Linked DNA regions of Zea mays: region 2 is linked to region 1. A link is a contact called in public Hi-C data. All regions are on one chromosome and are shown on one strand. Each heading gives the region's core, a stretch centred on a gene start, on an enhancer-like site or on the middle of the called end of the contact. The rest is flanking DNA. Distances are from core to core; before and after follow the strand shown.

Region 1 (6,454 bases), core at 2,398-4,897:
TCAATGTTCGGACAACAGAACTGCTTCTCATGGTCTTCGTCGATGACAGCACGGTCTCCACAATCGCATCGAGGCGGTGAGTCCATCCGTCTTTCTGTTGCTACCTCCTTCTCCGCATCCGTCATTGGTGGAGGATTCGGGAGAGGAGGTACCTAATGCTTAAAACACTCATGACTAGTCCTTCCACACAATCAATTAGCGAAAAGAAGATATTGAGGGTCAAATTTATCAGGACCGTCGATCCACTGGAAAAAGAAACACCTCAGGTGCCCCTAAAACAATGGAACGAAGCACTATTACACATCTACTAAATAATAAATGCGAACAAAATTAAGTCACAAGTCATAAGCTACGTACGTCAAAACCGCCACAAAGGTAGAAGCAGCGAGCAGTCGTGTCTGGATGTTTGGATTGACATACCCAAGCCAGTCTGCCACAGTCACAGTTAGGCACGGGGAGTTCAGGAGGAACAGGAGCATCCTTACTAGATACATCCGGATATAACTCCCGAGGACGACCTCTCTTCTGCCACAACGACTCTCGGTACATGTCTTTCATCTAATAAACGATTATAATTATCACTTGTACCTAATATGCTTTATAATAGGTTTACACAAACTATCAAATAAAATATACTCATTATATTAATGATACTATATATATTATGAGCTACTATGAAACTAATAATCGAAATGATAATATAATAGATTTATACAAACTATCAAACTATGAAACTATGAACAACTATGAAACTAACAACCCAATATACAAAACGAATCAGTTGGGCACCATACCTTGGTCTACGAAGTGAACCAACTCGAATCTTTGAATCCAGCAAATTTTGACGAAGTTTTGAAATGAGAGGAAATGTGCTGCTCTCGGCCAGCAGCGCGGCCGTTTTTATAGGCGTACGTAGCTCGGCGCCAAGATCTGTGGCGCCGAGCTACGAGGCCGCATCGGCGTCGCGTCAGTGTCATGTCAGTCCTAGACGCAGGGAGCCGTTGCTGCCACGCCACACCTCGGCACCATAGGCTGTGGCGCCGAGCTGTGTTACCTCGGCGCCACAGCCTATGGCGCCGAGTATTGGGTCGAAACTTGCATATAAAATTTCTGGGGGTCCAAACGTAAATATTTTTCAAAAATAGGGCTAAAAAAGAAAAAAATCGGCACACGGGTCGGCCTCCAGTGTGTAACAGTGAGATGACACCACTAAAGAACGAAGACGATCAGCTTGTTCGCTGCGGCTTGCTGCGGCTGCAATCCGGCTGCGGCTGCGGCTTTTACAGTATTTTTCTCTCTATGGATTGCAGCTGCAGCAGTCCAAACAGCTGCAACAGTGTCGGCTTGTAGCCAGCCGAACACGCCAGATGGTATGGCTGGGGCCGACCGGTTTGCCAGGCGCACGAGATTCCTACTGGTGACTGATGTGTCGCCGCCTCTCCAACCTCGCCGCTTTCTCCTCGCATGAACTACGTAGACCACCATCCCGTCTCGCCTCACCTGCTGCTTCTGAGTCGTTGTTTACAATCAATTCCTATTGATAAACTGACAATCAATCAATTAATTATGTCGGATAATCTTTTCTTGTCGAAAAGAATTTATAAAATATTTATTTAACCATTGCCGACCTGTAAATTTTTTTATTTGACGATGTAATTACTATCGATGATTTGAGTAGCAACTCCGTGCCGTGCGAGTCATTGATCTTTTTGTTATTGTTATTAGTATAGATAATAATGTAGAGCCTGTTGTCAATAATATTTCTTAGAATCATGGTTTGACAATATTATATATATTTTACAATTTCCATGACAATATCATAGTTTTGGTCAACTCTAAAAAATTCATGGTCTTAGAAACATTGTTTGAATACGGTGTTGTAAACCATAATATTTAAATAAAAGCTAGTCATGTAATGAAAACTTTGGATTGAAGTGCAGTTTTCAATATTTCAAAAATACCATAGTAATTAGAATACTATGGTTTTGAAATCATAGTTTTAGAAAGTAACTAAACACCTTAAAACATAAAATACTCTGAAACTTTAGAAACTAAAAAAATACTTCCAGTGTATGTCAACTTCAGGGTTGTACCGCTAGTCCAATGTTGATGAGAGAGAGAACCCCAAATCGTTGCGTTGGTAGCGCGAACAGGAACGTCCATTAGCAACCGCCAAGAGAAACGGTCTTTCTTGGGAGAAAGTGTCACGCTTTTACATTCGTGCCGGAGCTGGAGTTTATGGCCGCTAGCCGATGGGGCGTGCATTGCGGTTTGTCAGTTTTGGATGAGGATTATATGTCGCGAACAACATTGATGAATTAAAATAAGTAATTTGGTGACCGGGTTTATCTGACGGCGCATAATGCTCATCCGGGGAATCAACGGTAAATATATGCTCGGGATCATCATTCGTACAACAAACTATTTCAGTACAGCAACGCGACGGAACTGAAAGCCCACTGGACAAACTAATTACAAACACAATGTCATCATGGTCTCTCTCACACACACACACATTTAGATCCATCGACTCATTCACAACCACAACGAATGGATGCACAGTTGCACACTAGCTTGTCAAACGACCACCGCCTCCACGTTCCCTGTCACGCTCGGGCACGCCATGATCTGGTACACCAGCGCGGCGACGGCCGCGCCGACCATCGGGCCGGCCCAGTACACGGCCTGGTTCTTGAAGTGGCCGCTGACGACGGCCGGCCCGAACGAGCGTGCCGGGTTCATGGACGCGCCCGTCAGCGCGCCCGCGGCAAGCACGAACGCGCCCTGCGTGAGCCCAACAGCCAGCGCGCCCAGCGCCGTGGCCGCGAACTCCCGCTTGCCGTCGCCGCCGCGCGAGCGAGGCTCGCGCTCCCCGACCACGTGCACCGTGTACACCAGCAGGAACGTGAGCACGCCCTCCAGCACCGCGCCACCGAACCCGGTCATCGCCACCGCGATCCTCGTCGTCGGCACCTCCTGCGCGACAACGTGCGTAGCGTACGTTCATCGATGGGTCAGTGTGAGAAACGACAGTGTAGTTTGCAGGTAGGAAGCGAGAGCGGTTACGAAGACATGCACATGCCTCGCCGGCGGATAAGAGGTTGAGGGAGAGGCATGCGAAGGTGGCGCCGAGCAGTTGCGACGCCCAGTAGAAGATGGCTCTCGGGACGCCGATGCGGCCGCCGATGGCGTACGCGAACGTGACGGCAGGGTTGACGTGGCCGCCGGAGACGTCGGCGGCGATGAGCACCGCGGCGAAGAGCCCGAACGCCTGCGCGACGGCGGTGGCCACCAGGGGCCAGGCGCTGCTGGTAACGTCCGGCGTCGCCAGCATCCCTGGCAAACATACACATTACAAACGCAGTCGCGCGGAGATCAGAAAACCGTCCGTAGTTACAGTTCTGTATCAACTATCAACTCATGTGCGCATTCATGGATGGAAATGGAATGCGGGGAAACTTGACGTACGGGCGGAGATGGCTGAGCCGACGGCGGTGAACACGAAGAGGAAGGTGGAGATGAACTCGGCGAGGTAGGAACGGAGCGACGGCGCCGAGAAGCAGCGCTTCAAGTCGACGAGGAGGTTGTTCGACGCCATGGCGGAGAGGCTCTCGCTCTTCGTTGTTTTTCAGTGTACTATCCTGCGCGCGCACGAATAATCCCGCACGTAGGCTCTGTGTGTTCCGGAGTTTTATATATAGCGAGAGCGAGGGATCGGAGAGAGGGCCGCGTCCGAAGAGTGAAACGACGCCTGGGTAGTTCGCAGCGGTTGCTGCCGCGCGTGCCCGTTCCAAAGTTCACGCACCCGTTAGGTATACACACGCACATGTGAAAATTCGTTCATGGAAACGCCGAACTGTGCATTGCATTTATACAGATACAGACCGAACACTTCTCTCGCTTGCTTACGGCATCTTGGCACCGTTGGTGAATGGAAATGAAAACCAGACGTTGGGAAATGCAAACAGGACAAAACATGATCACAGCACGAAGCGCCAGATGACACGACGACGACGATGGTGAAATCAACACAGACGGATCGATCGGGCTAGCTCATCCGGACTTTCATGGGTACTCCTGCTGGCCGACCGGCTGGTAGGAGGCGATGAACACGTCGCCGTAGACGAGCCCCGCCAGGCCACCGCCGACGAGGGGGCCGACCCAGTACACCCAGTTGCCGGCGAAGTTACCGGCCGCCACGGCGGGGCCGAAGGAGCGGGCCGGGTTCATGGAGCCGCCGCTGAAGGGGCCGGCGGCCAGGATGTTGGCGCCGACGATGAAGCCGATGGCCATGGGCGCGATGGTGCCCAGGGACCCCTTCTTCGGGTCGGCCGCGGTGGCGTACACGGTGTACACCAGCGCGAAGGTGATCACGATCTCCATCACCACGCCCTCGATCTCGCTGATCCCGGAGACGCCGTGCGTCGGGATAGCCTGCACAGCACACAGTTCGTTCGTTAAGCTCCACTTTACTTAATCCGCCTTCTCTCTTCTCTTCCGGGAGCTGAGCTGAGGAGGTGCGCAGTGAAAGAAAAAATACACAGCTGCTACGGTAACGCGCCAAGACTGGTCGAGCCGTCGAACCGAACCTGTCCGTGGGTGACGTACTGCAGGAGAAAGCACGCCACGGAAGCGCCGAGAAGCTGGGCAACCCAGTAGAGGATGCCGGTGAGGATGGTGATGTGGCCGCCGACGGCGAGGCCGAAGGTGACGGCGGGGTTCAGGTGGCCGCCGGAGATGTTGGCGGCCATGGAGACGCCGACGAAGAGCGCGAACGCATGGGCGATGGCGATGGCCACCAGGCCGGCGGGGTCCAGAGCGCCGCCCTTCGTCAATTGCGCTGCACGAGACGAATTTAATAATCTGAGGTAAGCCTGCCAGGAATACATGGTCGTCGCCGCGGGGTGGAAACTGGAAAGCGAAACGGGGTATGAGAGGAGGCAGTAGAAAATTAAAGCTCACAGTAGGCAATGGCGGACCCGACGCCGGCGAACACGAAGAGCAGCGTGGCAATGAACTCGGCCACATAGGCCTTGAGCGACGCGGCGCTCAAAGAGTCGCGAAAGCTTCCAAATGCGAGCTTCACCATCTTTTTTCCCCCCCTCTCCCACTCCCTCTGACGGTATTCCGGCCCTTGGACTGGAATTCAGAGAAGAAGATGGCTATAGCTTATCAGGCCGCTGATGCGAGAGTTCCTTCAGCTTAGTCTCCTTAAATACACGTCATAATGCGCTGCCTTGCCTCGGATGTGCCTTACAATACTATGGGCGGTGCGCAATGATCACCACATGATTGATAATTTAAATTTTGGCCGCGTTTTGTGGCTGACACTGGTCGACCAACCGCCCTAACTCGCTGAATTGATGTGTAGTTGTGGTTCTTCAGGTCGAGACACGCACGTTAGGATACGCCATGAGACAGCGAGGAGGAACAAGACCTTGGAGCATACAGTGATATCTCTTGCCTAAACAAATCAATGGCGGCGCGGTGTGATATGTGAATTGATCCTTTATTTCTACCGTGTATCTACTGATCTATTTTTTTAGGAGGGGTGACAAGAGCTTTGTTTGCCAGGAAATTTTTTAGGCGGTAAAAAAATGAAAATAAAACAATTATGCACATACACAACTATAGTAACACGACTATAGTAATACGGACGTTTGAACCAAACTGAGGAAAAACAAGCTAGTACGTGCTGTACTATGCTGCTGGAAGCAGCGTAGTCGGTGGATCATTATCCATTACCGAGCTGCTGCTTCATAGTTCATTCATGGGACTTTGGTTCTCCTGCAACAAAAGAGAAATTCCTCGGACCTCGGCCTGAGAATTTGACCGAGTAAGTTGTCGCCTAGATTAAAATTGCAACACCTCTTGTGTTCAGCGATATTTATCATTCATGTTAAAGCTGTGATATAAAGCGGATAAGGAGATGGTTGGATTGGGACAGCAATCCAGTGAACATCCTCCATTTGGGGCAGGTGAGGCGTACAAGATTAATATGTGGATCTTGCGCTGGTACAGCAATTGAAAACTGCCAGTTGCAAGGTGATGACAGTGCTCTCATGAGAAGCAGTGGCTTCATTGCACAAACGACGATGACGCCTAAAGGGCCTTATTTCTTTATGCTATCCTTTATGGTTGTTCAGTCTATATATCTGTTTAGAGTTTCCTACAACTCACTTTTCAATAATACTAAAAAAGACTTATGCGTCGCTTGCGTGGGTGACAATACGTTTTGGGCCACTGATCAGTGGGAATATTCCCTAAACTTTCTCTGATCCGACCTGGGGTTTTATCATAAATACTATTTTCTGATGATTCGTCACGCTGCAATAATGTAAGCAATTTTGATCACGCGCCTTTTTCCTGTGAAATATTATAAATGCTTGCAAGTTCTTCATGGATCGATTTACGTGAAATATGTTTGTCACCTGCGTAGCAGGGACTTAGCATT
Region 2 (6,454 bases), core at 2,153-4,652, 140 kb before region 1:
CACGTCATGCCTTTTATCCCTTACCGTTCGATCAGATATCGACTGCATATGGAGGCGTCGGACACTTGACGTCTGCCCACATGCCACGATAGGTACCTGTACGCACTCCATTTTTTCTCTCGCTTGGACCAAGCTCTAGAAACGTCTCGTTGTGTATCGAAGGGAAAAAAAAGAGAACAAATAAGCAGTTGCTCCGTTCGTGGGGACAGATCAATGTGGTTGTGCCGAATCAGCAATTTCATCAGCTCTGTGTGCGCGATAAAAGATAGATTGGAGACTCTCGAAAGGCGGAGGTATTATTTCGCTTTCAATTAACATTGCTCTAACTTTGGTTGCTAGACTGTACAACTACAATGCATAGATTTACCCTCACATGCAATCTTGGTCCTTCAGCTGAGATTGTTTCCTTGCATACATGTCTCAGATTAATTGTGTACCTCTGTGACTATGCCAGTATATGTACCTATATCATTTCCACATGCATGTTCACCTACTCTTGTGCTACTTTTAAATTATTATATCTATTCACAGTTAAAAAAAAGTGAACATTTATATTTCTGATGATGTACAATTTCGAACATATACCAAAGTTATATAAACTTTGTCATATGCACACTTTGTTTATATAAAAAAAGAAAAACCTTCGTATATATAACACCGCGCGCTAGGCGCGCGTTTGTCACTAGTATATGTTTATTGTAACACAAGCTAAGCATATAAGTATATATCTGTGCGCTGCTGGGGCATGGCACGCACACAGCCGGAATCAACGCGGGGTCAGTACTGCAGATTGACCACTGACCGTCAGAGAAGCGCGTAGACGTACAGCAACCTCTTGTTGTTGGGTTTGCCCTTTATATTTGTCCTGTCGTTCTATATATTTTTCAATGCCATTCACACTTCTCAGTAGAATCAAAAAAAGAAATATGTCACTCCTCCAACTGCGGTGCGGGCTCCATGCACACTGACTTTCCCAGATCAGTCCAAAGTGTAGCCTGTCGTTGAATAAATTACTGTTACTACACCTACCATGATATCTATACTAATTGAGGATAAAGGAAATACATGTTTATCATACATGTTGTTCTATTCGTCAAAATGTTATAATAAATTATTTTAATAGCTTATAAACTAATATGGTAATAATCATACTCTGGTTAGTGACCTGAGTAGTGTCGCAAGTTCCAGTGCTCAAATCTTTATTTGAGAGGCTAAGTTCCCAATTTTAAAAGGCTGGATGTATAGTAGAGGCCAAGTAAATAAAAAACTTCTCTAAAAGACAATGTTTCTATAAATAGAGAGTCTTTTTTTTTTCTCTCGTCTACATGTTGTTCCAACAAATAAAGCGCCCCATGCAGCGAGTATAATAAACAACTAGTAGCACAAACTAATGACGATCTAAAAGTATATATTATATGCACACCCTGGTTTACAGAGGACGCAATCATGGAACGCACTATGAATATTCTAGAACCAAACTAGAGCGAAGAACTACCCCTAGCCGCCCTCCCAAACAATTAAACCGCCAAAGATCACAGCCAACGTATAACTAGCTATCCCTGGAGATTAGTCATTTCTTATGTTGAAGTGTAGTTAGTGGCACAAGGTTTAGTGTTTGCATGGTAGGTAAGCAGGATAAGGCCATGCACATGTGTGGGCAGCAGCCTGCCTGCCTACGTACCGGTTAGGTATGTGGTATGACGAATGAAGCCATATATACCATTTCGCTACGACTCTAGTACGTGTTAGTTTTTTGAGCCTCGCTACGAGGTTAGTTGAGTCGTGTACAGAGCGCATGCATTACGTCGACTAAAGAATGAACGGGTCGGCATGACACACATGATCAATGCAATGCCGTCTTGTGCAATAGTCGTCCGTGAGCATGTGAGCTCCGGCTCCGGCAGACCAAGTTTTCTAATGCTTGCCTGGAGCCAGCTGGGGCCTGGGGCCATCACTCATAGCCATATGCTTTGCTACTTGCTACAGGGCAGGCCGGTCAGAGCTGTTGTTTAGAGTTCATCTGTCTGTTGACTACTGAATTGCCGTTTTGCATCATACGTACTGACTTGTAGAGCGCACGTACGCGGCCGCCATGGCTGCGGCGCCTTCTCTGTACGTCGTCATGCGGGCATATTATTGCATGGTAGCTCTCTCGTTGGCCTGCAGCTACAACACCAACCCCAACAGAGATTGCTTGTGCGTGGCGGTACACGCATCACTGAAGCACGTACGACGCGGCTACAGTGCTACACTGGGTTCAGTCGCCATCACGGGACGGCCGGGGACGGGAGCAGTGGTGGTCGCCGGCGCGCTAGCTGTCCGCGTTTGGTTTCGTTGGGTTCTTGTCACTAGCACTCGTACCTGCAGTGGTTCTTTAGTCGCCGTGCCACCCTACTAGCGCTTAACAGTTTGTGAGGTGAACCCGGCAATCTTATGGTACGGCCACAGCGCCTCTCCGTAGGTGCATGCATCAAGTTCGCCAGTAGCAGACCGAGTACTTCCGTTCTCTGAGGGACGCCATTCGGCGGCTAGGTAGGTTCGTGTGCAGTGGCTTTCCAAGCCCGTACGTCTGTGCCACCGGAATCGATCGTCATGTCCTCACTGATCGATCGCCAACGAAGCGGTGTACGTGTGTGGCCTCTACACCCTACCGTGCTCAATTCAAATCAGTGAAATCACTGCAGCCTCGATTAATGTTTGAGCAGTGACCACCGACAATGGTCAAGGTCGCCGGAGTCCTGCGGCAGTGAGTCAGGCGACCGTGTGTTGCACTGCAGCGGGAGAGTTGCTCTCATTGCTCCAGCTGCACAACCTACCATCAGTTGCACTGCAGTTTTCTGAAGGCCCAGGAACATCGAAGTTGCCGGCCCGCGTTTGGTTTCGGGCTTTCGGCCCGGCCCGGAGGCGGCGACGACGGGTGTGCCGGTGTATTCGTCACTCACGAAGGCGAAAGCTTCGCTGATAGTGCAACAAGGCAACGAGTGGATCACGGGCTGGTGATAGCAACCTTGAGGCCTTGCAAGTTTACTCACGGATTAGACACCCATCGCGAACTTGGCACAGTGTATTGTGTAATCTTAATCACTAGCTACGTTTTTAACATTTAGACCTGTAAGGCTGTAAACATTACAGCAAAACAGTATTGTACACGACCATATACACTGTCCGCTAGTCATAGGCATTGGTCATTTTTAATAAAGCACGTTTATACGTCTCTACGTATAGATTCTCGAACAAAATATTAAAGTATATATACACATGGTTTCTCAAAGCGAAGCTACAGCTCCAAATAGGCTTGGTGGGCGACGTCCTATGTTTCCACTTTTGCGCCACGTGCCCACAGCCTCCGCGGCGTACCGCGTACCATAAAAACCAGACCCCGCTCCGATCTCCCCGTCTCCAAGTCTCCACTCTCCAGGTCTCCACTCCCCGCGGCCGGCTCCTCTGCAGCCCCAGTCCCCTCCGGCCCAACAACAGCTTACAGCTCCACCACCGCCGCTCCGCAGGCAGTCAAAAGCTGCCATGGACACGGACGACGCGCAGGAGCCGGCCACCCCAACCTCCCCGTCCCCGTCCCCGTCTTCGTCCTCCTCCTCCTCCTCTTCCTCGTCGTCGTCCCCAAAGAAGCGGGCGCGCAGGGACGGCGGGCGGCACCCGACGTACCGCGGCGTGCGCATGCGGAGCTGGGGCAAGTGGGTGTCGGAGATCAGGGAGCCACGCAAGAAGTCCCGCATCTGGCTGGGCACCTTCGCCACCGCGGAGATGGCCGCGCGCGCGCACGACGTGGCCGCGCTGGCCATCAAGGGCGCCCGCGACGCGCACCTCAACTTCCCGGGCCTCGCGCGCCTGCTCCCGCGCCCGGCCACCGCCGCGCCCAGGGACGTGCAGGCCGCGGCGGCGCTCGCCGCGGCCGCCGACTTCCCCCTGCCCAATGCCGAGAGCGGCGGCTCCGCCTCCGACGGCGCCCCGCAGGACGACGCCGAGCCCAGCCCGGACGACGCGCTGTTCGACCTCCCGGACCTGCTCCTGGCGGACCTGAGATGCTGCGGGCCGCCGCCGTCGTGGGCCGTCGACGACGACGTGGTCGGCGGAGGCGCGTTCCGGCTCATCGAGGAGCCGCTGCTGTGGGAGTACTGAACTGGCCAATGCCACTGCCCAGTGTTGGACCGTTCGGACACATGTAAAAATGCCGCTGCTTCCGCTCCTCTCTCTCTCTCTCTCTTCTTCTTCTTCTTCCTATTAAAAACATCGAGGTTGCTCTGCTTTTTCTTCTCCGGGTTTTCCTTTGCCAGATTTAGGCGCCGCGCTTGTATAAAGTGACTTTCTTTTGTTTCTCTCTCCTCCTCCACTTGCTTGATTTGGGGGACAAGAATATGTATAATTAAGAAGCATCTTGTGTTCCGTCACTTCTGGGTGTATTGTTTATTCTAGTGGTAAAAAAAAAGCTGACCAGACAAAGGTTTGGGCCAAACGGGCGGTGGTATTTAGTTATTTACGCATCCGGCTGTCGACTTTGCGATCACTGATCAAAACTTCAATTAGACTGTTCGCTTAAAATAGGGACGTATAAGGTGAAGTTTTAAAATAAGGGATGCGGTGGGAGATTGATATTGGTATAGGGGATTGATAGGAAGATCTACTCGCAAAGTGAAGTTTTAGATAAGACATTAGACAGGGGATTGGATCGTACTCCTGCCTGCTGCTGCTATGATCGTCTCCTTCCTCGTCTGAGGAGGACGAAGGAAAAGTCTCCCGCCTTCCGAGCCACGGCAGGAATCCCCCCGATCCGCTCAGGCGCAAGTTAACAAACAGTGCACTAATAAATAATTGGCCCTTGTTTAATGCTAGTATGCTACTGCGAACAGCGTCTCCTAGTACGAACGGTGACGTGTGCCCGCGTGGAGGACAGGAGCGCGAAAGCGACGGCCGCCGCGAAAAAAAAATGCGGCATCCAGCTTCCGGGTTAAGATTTGAGACAGGCCCCGTCAAATAAGTAATCACGCTCGCAGGGACACGGTCGCCGGACCCGGACGACCACAACGCCCCGCCCCGCTGAGGCTGTGCGCAGCGGTAAGCGCTAGCCTTCCTCCTCCCCTTGCATGCCGGCTGTAGGGGTCACTCTACCGCCGCAGCGGTGCCCTTTACAGCGCATCCTACGCGTCGGTTCCCTTCTCTTTCCTCCAGATCTAGCGTGTCACTGTTCATCACCCTAAACACTATGCTGCGGGTACACGAGTAATTGTTAGTAGATAAAAAATTGATAGTTAATATAGAAAATGATATTTTATATTTGTAGTGGGGTATAGGGGAGTATTTAGGGGGAACCGCTACAAGAGATGAAAAAATAGAAGGAAATATAAGGAAGAAAAGTGATATAGGGGGAAATTTAGGGGTAACAGTTGCGGATAGCCTGATCGCATCTGGTGGGTGCCTTGGAGTGCTCGACACGTTACGCACACCGGCACGACCGCACAAGGCCTGGCCTGGACCTTCATTGTCCAAATTCACACAGGAGGTGTGTGTGTGTTTTTTAGGGCGGGTTACTGTACTCACCTATTTTTTGTTATATATATTGCGAGGCAGGAAAGATACTCCCTCTGCTTCTTTTTATTTGTCGCTGGATAGTATAATTTTATACTATTCAGCGACAAATAAAAAGAAACGAATAGAGTATTAATTATTTTCAGCTAGCACGGTTCTTACTACTCGCGTGAGTGTTGACGCCTTGATCTGTTCTCGTTCTTGATCTGCTCGCGTGAGTGGAGTGGAGCCTGAGGCCGCAGGGGGAGGGCGTACGACGAGACGACGTAAAAGCACTGTGCTCTCTATCATCATTTATAGATGCTGCTGCCTCCAGCAGGCAGAGGCCGTGCAGCGGCGCGCAGGTGTCCCGTTTCGTCGGCTCTCGGTCGTCGGGGTATTTGAGAGGTCCAACTCTGTCCAACCGGCAAGAGCAGGCAGACAGACAGAGATGCCTGGGAATGGGTAGGGGTGGGCATTTTAAAACCGAAAACCGAACCCGAACCCAAACCGAACCCGAATAGACTGAATTGTCGGTCTATTCGGGTTTTCGGGTTCGGGTTCGGTTCCTATATGTGCTATATTTCGGGTTATGGGTTCGGGTTCGGTTCCTAACCTTTAAAACCCGAATAGACCTAATAACCCGAAATATAAAAAAGCTCTTAATATGTGATGGTATTATTATATGATTTATGAACTTATTAGCTAGAAATAATGATATCATCTTAACGATAGTATATATATCTTTATATGCTAATTTTTATAGTCACTTGTTGTAGTAATAGTACTTTCAATTAATTATTCATTGTATATATTTTAACAAAATATACTAGTCTCTCTACAATTCGGGTCTATTCGGTGGACCGAATAGACCGAACCGAAATTGTGAGTCTATTCGGGTTCGGTTCCTAAAATATTTTTGGAAATTTCGGTT

Evidence for each region. Hi-C and Micro-C count contacts between places; a contact is called where the count stands out from the background.
Region 2: a contact with region 1 is called in a Hi-C map of leaf, with 4 times the contacts expected there. The contact joins the promoter of LOC109943013 here to the promoter of LOC541900 in region 1. A contact is called at or near these places in 4 of 25 Hi-C or Micro-C datasets (leaf and tassel).

Annotation. Positions count from the first base shown.
Region 1 is chr10:141,832,410-141,838,863 of Zm-B73-REFERENCE-NAM-5.0, reverse strand. LOC541900 (tonoplast intrinsic protein 5) reads right to left here and starts at 3,647. Exons shown (of 3, transcript NM_001111566.1): 1 at 3,469-3,647; 2 at 3,083-3,336; 3 at 2,411-2,976. The coding sequence starts at 3,598. The coding sequence ends at 2,578. LOC541687 (porin 2) reads right to left here and starts at 5,174. Exons shown (of 3, transcript NM_001371614.1): 1 at 4,963-5,174; 2 at 4,590-4,840; 3 at 3,844-4,434. The coding sequence starts at 5,089. The coding sequence ends at 4,066.
Region 2 is chr10:141,967,555-141,974,008 of Zm-B73-REFERENCE-NAM-5.0, reverse strand. LOC109943013 (ethylene-responsive transcription factor ERF039) reads left to right here and starts at 3,402. Exons shown (of 1, transcript XM_020545735.3): 1 at 3,402-4,410. The coding sequence starts at 3,523. The coding sequence ends at 4,137.